Regions from separate parts of the Bombyx mori genome. Here region 1 is linked to region 2. The links are chromatin contacts, called in public Hi-C maps. All regions are on one chromosome and are shown on one strand. Each heading gives the region's core, a stretch centred on a gene start, on an enhancer-like site or on the middle of the called end of the contact. The rest is flanking DNA. Distances are from core to core; before and after follow the strand shown. Region 1 overlaps LOC101742023 (protein PALS1). Region 2 overlaps LOC101742023 (protein PALS1).

Region 1 (4,081 bases), core at 753-3,252, 44 kb after region 2:
AATTATAATTTTGCGGGTTTCATTTTTATTACACGATGTTATTCCTTCACCGTGGAAGTCAATCGTGAACATTTGTTGAGTACGTATTTCATTAGAAAAATTGGTACCCGCCTGCGAGATTCGAACACCGGTGCATCGCTCAACACGAATGCACCGGACGTCTTATCCGTTAGGCCACGACGACATACTGATCACCTGCTTACGGAACACAGGTGAACACGTATTCAAAATGTTGGAAATAAACATTTTAACCATAAAAATATTTAAAAACCACTACTGTACTACTCGCGAACAAAATTTACCGACTTAGGTACTGATTAGTTTTTAATCAGTAAGTCGGTAAATTTTTTAACACCCTATGTTTAATTCTAGATTCGTCTCTGTCGCGTATATTCCTGAGGTAGCAGACTGCAATTGCCTTACAAAATGAACCAAGTAAATTAATGAATTTTGCAACACAATAGTAGTTGCTGAGTTTGATTAAATTAATTCAATCAAACGTAAATTTAGAAAAATATAAGCTAATTGCTATTTATCGTTGTTACCAAATTAAAAAAAATCTTGGCGAGCATTCTCACTTGCCGTGTGGGCAGTATAAAATAAAATATACGGTATTGTCGTTCGTTTTATCCTGGTTTTGATTTACTACAAGCCCACTGAGTTTCTCTGCGGATTTTCTCAGTGGGTCGCGTTTCCGATCCGGCGGTAGATTCTGCGAAGCACAGCTCTTGCTAAGGTTCGTGTTAGCAACTACGTCAGGTTTGAGCCCCTTCAGCTCACCTACTAGCTCGTTTACGCTGGTATAGTCTATCAAAGCTACCAGCGTAGGTACAAAAAAAAATTACATTTGGCTAGTTAAAAACGTTATATTCTAAATTTCATAGTGGTATAAAACATGAACTAGAAAGTTCGACATGAATTTTTTATACCTCACAACAATATTTGAGATATATTTTTTGAACTAATAGATGAATCAAATTGATCGTGTCCGATCGCAGAGATATGGGCGAATGTTATCGTTCAATCTCGCTGAACCCACAGCGAGGGTGCACGACTGACCCACTAAACTCAAGTAAACCGGTCGTTGTGATAACAAAAGCAGAAATCTAGCACAAAAATTACAAGCACGTTATTATTGGTCAAACCTTTTATCGTTTTCACTCCAATTCGAAACACAACCAGAGAAACGTCTGAAGTAGATTTCCTATAGACGATATAGGATGTATTTTGTGGCGTGTAGCTGTATCTTATCTTATCTTATACCTTTAAACGAGCAATTCTTGTATATTAATATATATATATATATATAATCTGAATCTCGGAAACGGCTCCAACGATTTTCATAAAACTTAGTATACAGGGGATTTCGGGGGCGATAAATCGATCTAGCTACGATTTATTTTCAGAAAATGTTGTTTTATTCGTGTTTTCAATAATCAACTGTTCCCGACATCTATTGGCGAATAATAATACTATTTTTCTTAATTGAGGGCAACTAACCGCTTTAAAGACACAACAAGATGGCGTTATCAAAAAAAAAAACCGAGTAAAGCTCGGTCATCATCTAGTTTATATTAAGGGAGGTAAAAATCCAAAAAAGGCTCTCTGCCATCTGCCGGGAACGTGTTATGAGCTTCTTTGGACACATCATGCGGTCTCCCAGACATGAATTAGGGAAGGGTAGGTACTTCACTGGTGGTAGGACCTCTTGTGAGTCCGCGCGGGTAGGTACCCTGCCTATTTCTGCCGTAAAGTAGTAATGCGTTTCGGTTTGAAGGGTAGGGGCAGCCGTTGTAACTATACTTGGGACATTCGAACTTTTATCTCAAGGTGGGTTACAGCTTAACACTAGGTCAGTAACCGCTTAACACTAGGTGGGCTGTGAGCTCGTCCAGCCATCGAAGCAATAAAAAGAAAAAAAGCCCATAATTTCGCGTCGCATAGCCCTCTAAGCTAAGGGAGCCGTGGGCAGAACACCAGCCAAATGGTCAGATGTAGTAGGCGAAGCACTTGGTGGTACTCTGTACCATGCGTGCCATGCCACCCATGATCCAACACAGTGGAGGAACGCCACATGTGGCCGCGATCGTCAGCAGCGAGGGAACGATGTAGAAGAGAGCCATCATACAACACAAGATATTTGACATACCGTCGCTGTCAAACCAAAATCTGCTATGTGCAAAAACTCTGTTTTGAATTAACGAGTAAAAACATTTTCGTATAATTTTTATATGAAGGTGAACTTTTAAGAACGATATCAAATGAAAGCTATAGATAAATATTAAATCTATAGACACATAACAGTTTTTTTTATACGGCAGATAGGGCTGTGAACTATACGAAAAGGCCAAAAAGTAAAAATCTCAAAAAGTGCACATAGAAGATTTGGGTTTGACAATGACGATATGCCTGAATATCGCTTAAGAAATTTCAAGATAAGTTTGCTTAAATACAAGTTGCGAACAACATTCGGACCGTCGGTCTACCGAGCAATATCGCCCGGTCGGTGGAAGATCTTCCCTTCGTCGTAAACCTCCGACAAATTCATACCTAATCTTCGGTTTATAATTTATTTATATAAAGTTGATAGGCAATAATCCCAAAGGTTGTTTTACAAAGTTTTACAAAAGCTTGGATTTTATTTTCCACTAGCTGACCCGGCAGACTTCGTAGTGCCTCAATCGATAAATAAAAGACCTAAACTTTTGTATAAAATAAACTTAAAACAAACAAAAATAATTCGTCCGACGGGGGACACATCAAAGGAAAAACAAAATTGTTATTTTTATTTAATTCCGAGCATTTTCATATGTTTCTTTCTACCTTTTAAACCTTCTCTGGACTTCCAAAAATAATTCAAGACCAAAATTAGCCAAATCGGTCCAGCCGTTCTCGAGTTTTAGCGAGACCAACGAACAGCAATTCATTTTTATATACATATATAGATTGTATCGATGGTTTTGCAGGGCATTATTATTTTTTGAGGCCGGAAAAGGCTATTTATCGTGATGCATGACGTTGCTACGTACCGGGAGGGTCAACCGGGCGCCCAAACAAACAGAATGTCACGCAAAACCCTGCGGAAACATTGATAGGAGCTCTTAATTCAAATTTGAACTGTGTTTTGGAGTACCTACTATGATCGACCGCGTAGCCCTGCTTTGTTACGGCACCACTTAAAACCAGATGTTGCTCCTTCATTTAAACGTGCTAATTGAACATTTAACGCAGAAGATGAAAGGTTTAATATTTTGTTCTAATTTACATCGCAAATTATTTCCGCTGTGTCGTATCAAATTTCCGTTTTGTACCTTTTTTTTTATTCGAAGAACTTAAATAGAATTTTAATGATAGATGACTGTTTATATTTGTCAATGTTTTTTTTAAGGGATTTTATGACCTGGTAACGAAGACCTTTATTTAGGTCATGTCTTATTTTAATTTACATTCTTATTTTTATGAAAAATGATAAAATGGAGTCAAAATGAAATGAAGATGATAAATTTGAGACATTAATCAACTGGTATGAAATTAAATGTAGTCACATAAGATGTTATGGGATGAAATATAATCTCAGTAAAATGATGGTCATTTACTGAGATTTTTTCAGTGGACTTTTTGGAGGATCCCTAGAAGTTACGTCCAGCGGCTTTGTTTCATTTTCCCACATTTGTGCACTTTCACAGATATTAAACAGTTAATAGACCACCGTTATTACACATTTAAACCTGAAGAAACACTAAATACACAAAACAAAACAAATCACACGACTACACTCCTCGCGTTCCCGTCAAAATTCCTATCAATGTTTTCAGTGCAATCTTAAGAATAGTGTAGCTATTTACCGGTTTTGCTAGCAGTCGATATATGTTGAATGAATTACACGAACGAAACTATTACTTTTGACTTATCATTTAATACGTTCATATAATACGTACAATCGATGTTTTCAGAGTTCCCTATACCAAGATCGGATTAATAATATGATTGCCTTTTGGATTTATGTGTTCCCAGAAGATTACGTGACAAGGAAAAATTGTACAGCGCTGCCTACAAAGTTATACAAATACAGTAGAAGCTC
Region 2 (4,190 bases), core at 805-3,304:
ATTAATTAAATCAATAAGGTCGGATGTGGCATATTGGTTTTTACACCAGTATGAGGATTGATATTTACACGATAGTTGTAATATTTTATTTGGTTAATAATTTAATGCACTAAAACGCTTCCCTGTTTTTATCGTTTAGTAATTTATTAAAGTATGTTATGCTTATTTTTAATAAACTTTCTGAATTTACACGTTACTTCAAATCATAATACATACTATTTTTTTACATATTCTGTTTTTATATGTTTGCATGTTTTATACAAGCTGCTCTATGGAAAGGCATCTAAGGATTTTTCCACGAAAAATATCAAAAAATTGTTTCTAGAAATCTCTTTTGCTATGAAACATCTGGTTTTCGAATTCACTTTGCGATGTTTCTGGTATTCCATCCCGTATTATCCTTCTTTAAAGGGAGTTATAAAGGAATCTTCAGCAGCAAGCAGCAATTTCGCCGTTCCCCTTACATTGCTGATGTCCATGAGCGATGTCTGTAGTCCATTATAAGGTAACTCGCATACATCGAGTTCTCTAAAAGCCATTTTCGGTATACAGAGTTTTTTTTTAAATGAACTTTCATAAATTATGGTAAAATGAAAATTGCACCACCCGAAGTTCTTAGATGAAAACACGTTCTTTACATTTTAGACGAACATTCAGTTGAAGCATTTCAATTACTTACTGCCGAAACGAGATCAAAACGACTTCAATGACGCTAATTAATTCCGTTTTACGTATGAAAAACGGAAGGCCTTACAGTCTTTACATTTAATCTTTAAATACAGGCGTCCCCGCATTTGGAATTTCGCTTAATTAACAAACCCTCGACGAATATAGCACTGGTAGGTGGACAAACAAAAACAAATATTTATATTTGCAAACACGAAGTCTTTGTCCGTTTTCCGTCCGACTACGGACGGTTTCTAAATCTAATATCTAAGTATGTAGGTTTTTTTAATACAAATATATATTTTAAAATATATTTATAAAAATAACTTAAACCATAAGCATTGTATACAGAATAATGAAGACGGAAACTCTTTTGCCGTGTGCGTGTCATGAAACAGTAGGCCATCGGTTATATATTATAGCTTAACTCTTATCTTAAAAATAGATATTAACGCGAATCAGATTTTTGCCAGATTTAGTTTACTTGTGGATGCGATTGATAAACTCTATTAATGGTATTTAGTAATCCATTTTTATTGGCATTAAAGTACCAGTAGAACTCCCAATTGCGCTAGAAATAAATCATTTGGAAGTTCTGAACAGTGTGCTTAGTGCGAGTTTTTTAAAGTTCTCGATAGCGTAAAAGCTAACTCAAATTTGTACGCAGTTGCAACAGTGCCCCTAGTGGCAAACGTAGACAAACGTTCCAACTCCATACAAATTTGAGTTAACTTATACGTTATCGAGAATGTTAAAAACTCGCACTAAGCACACAGATAGAACAATACTTCACGCCTACTCCGTAATCTCTGGCCGCAATTACCAGCTACTTGTACTTAAATTCGTGCCGGTGAGGACCATTACTTACAATAATTTAATATCTTGAATATGATATGCCTTTAAACTTGTGTATCTTCGAAGGCAAAAAAAGTAATCTATTTTCCGTGTGATACAAATTGCTTAAGATGATCTCATCCCTAAAAGGAGACCCTTATGTCGATGCATTATAAGAGTAAAATACATTCCTACTACCCAGTGATATCAATTTTGCCAATTGAGATTAGGCTCTGGAATTAGCTTCCTTTTGTGGTATTTAGCCACCGTCATCACACGTCTGTAATGAGACAATGGTTGTGTCACGCGCGGCATCTGTGTAACGGAAGGTGATGTATGTCTGCTTGAGACGTAAGCCAGTTTCGGCAATATTTGTTTTATCTCGTATTTATTTCGGGTCTATAAATATTACATAATTATAAAGATTCATAAAGATAAGTAATAAGTGAATTTTCGAATACATTTATACCACATCCGTCGAGCACACTTGTTTTAGGTTTCGTAATTTCAAGTTTTAGTTTGCAATAGGGCGGGCCGCGCGGCCGGTTCGCGCCAAGTCGAACGGCCGCGATTCCTAGTCCCTCGCTTACTTTCGTCTCGGTTTGACGTACGTCGGACTCCGCAGTGTCATTCTCAAACGTGACAGCGACGTTTTGTTTTTCTTTCAATAATCGTGTTTATATTTAGCGAATGGTTTTCGAAAAATAGTGCCTATATTGTGTAAAAAAATATTAATGTGTTATAATTAATTCCTTTTTAAAAAATTTGTTGTTTGGTTGTCAATGTTGACCAAGTGTCCAAGTCTGATTGGGTAAATGATAATTAATAATTGAATGGTATTTTTATGTTCGTGTGTTTAATGGTAAAAGTGACGATCGTGTTTGGATTTGTTTTTAACAGTTTTGAGCGAATCGACAATTGCTTAAGAATTAGCGCCTTCAACAACTTTGTAAAACGGGTATATTTATTTTAAAATTAACCTAACATTCAACATACAGTTCAGTGAAATAATTAATAGAATTTTTCCGCGTTTAGCTCTTTCACGAAATATTATTGCGATCCAAGAGAACTGGAATTTAATTTAAGGTTATATGAAATTTGTTTAATTTTTTCTCAACCTATTTTGTATGTGATCGAATGGTTTTTGTATCATACGATCGTTATTTCTTACAGAACACAAAAACAAATCATTATTATATTGTGAAAAATAACGGAAGGTTTTTTTTTATAATTTAAATTTTGGTTATTGTGAGTCATTTATAATGTAAGCGTCACAAAACAATTAACCTTGTCGCCAACATGTACCGTATATACCTATCGCGTACAGGTATATAGCGTGATTGATTTTCACGTTCAACCACAACGATTATTCTACATTACTGTTTTGATATTACGAAGTATTTTTCTGTTAGGTACATATTTTCCTATACAGCGTAATCGAAGAATCTCTGAAAACCAAACTAACAGTGACGCTCTGTTTATTTTAAGGACACTAAAACATTATAAATAATTCGATTGCATAATTACGCGCAATGGAAGACAAACAGAAAACACATGACGCATGGGGTCAGCGGCTTCAATACTGTTGTATTGAGGTACGCTTTTGTTTCACGAAATATGTATGACATAAGTATTTAATATTAGCTAATCAAACCGTTACATGCTGAGTAATCGAATGCAAAAAAGTGAAAAATATGTTGACAAATTGATGAGTTTTGAATCTAAGCGCCTGTATTGACATTTTGTTTTAATAAACCTATTTAGTAACGTGGAAGTTGGGCCAAATTTTTTTTTTATTGACCTTGTAGGCAGACGAGCATACGGCCCACCTGATGGTGAGTGGTTACCGTCGCCCATGGACTTCAGCAATGCCAGGGGCAGAGCCAAGCCGCTGCCTGCAAATGCCATAATGGCCATAAATGGCCATAATAGGCCATAATAGGCCATAATAGGCCATAAATGAATTGGTGCCAACAAACTATTCAAAAATAATTAATTAAGACGCGAATAGTATACGGAGCAATAATAACAAAAGTAAAAGTTGACGAAAACATTAAACTATAATGACGGAATCTAATTAAAAAATGCTCGTACGAAAATAGGTCAACGGCCCACAAAGCATCGCGTTGAATACGTGTCTGTTTATGTTGTATACATCAGGAATGTTTGCTGTATATCTTTCAATCGACAGAACAATGTGTTTGCGAGGCACACATTGTGTGTTTTACTAACAATGTCACTATAATAATTTTACAATCGACAACGTTTTCGGATGGAAATTCACGGGTATTTTAATTTTAACAGCTTCGGGCGGCATACGTACGGCTTCCGATTCCATTATCCATGTCATTAACATTTTCAATGTATTTTTCATCACCTATGAAACGAATTACTGGTGGTAGGACCGCTTGTAAATCCGCGCGGGTAGGTACTACCACCCTGCCTATTTCTGCCATGAAGCAGTTATGCGTTTCGGTTTGAAGGGTAGGGAGCCGTTGTAACTATACTCAGACCTTAGAACTTATATCTCAAGGTGGGTGGCGCATTTACGTTGTAGATGTCAATAGGCTCCAGTAACCACTTAACACCAGGCGGGCTGTGAGCTCGTCCACCCATCTAAGCAATAAATAAAAAAAGAATATAGACTTTAACTGTGTGGTTGATTAAATTTACTTTCTTCTTCTTTTCGC

The links. A called contact is a pair of places that touch in the nucleus more often than the background predicts.
Region 1: a contact with region 2 is called in a Hi-C map of whole pupa, with 1.8 times the contacts expected there. The contact joins two enhancer-like sites. A contact is called at or near these places in 2 of 7 Hi-C or Micro-C datasets (both in whole pupa).

The regions. Positions count from the first base shown.
Region 1 is chr18:2,140,794-2,144,874 of ASM3026992v2, forward strand. The region is part of intron 8 of LOC101742023 (protein PALS1); the gene reads left to right. Among protein-coding and RNA genes, the nearest start is that of LOC101742163, 21 kb to the right of the region's middle. Within about 2 kb of position 2,003, at least 4 of the 8 cell types and tissues checked have open chromatin away from gene starts, as enhancers often do.
Region 2 is chr18:2,096,642-2,100,831 of ASM3026992v2, forward strand. All of the region lies in intron 8 of LOC101742023 (protein PALS1), which reads left to right. Among protein-coding and RNA genes, the nearest start is that of LOC101742163, 65 kb to the right of the region's middle. Within about 2 kb of position 2,055, at least 7 of the 8 cell types and tissues checked have open chromatin away from gene starts, as enhancers often do.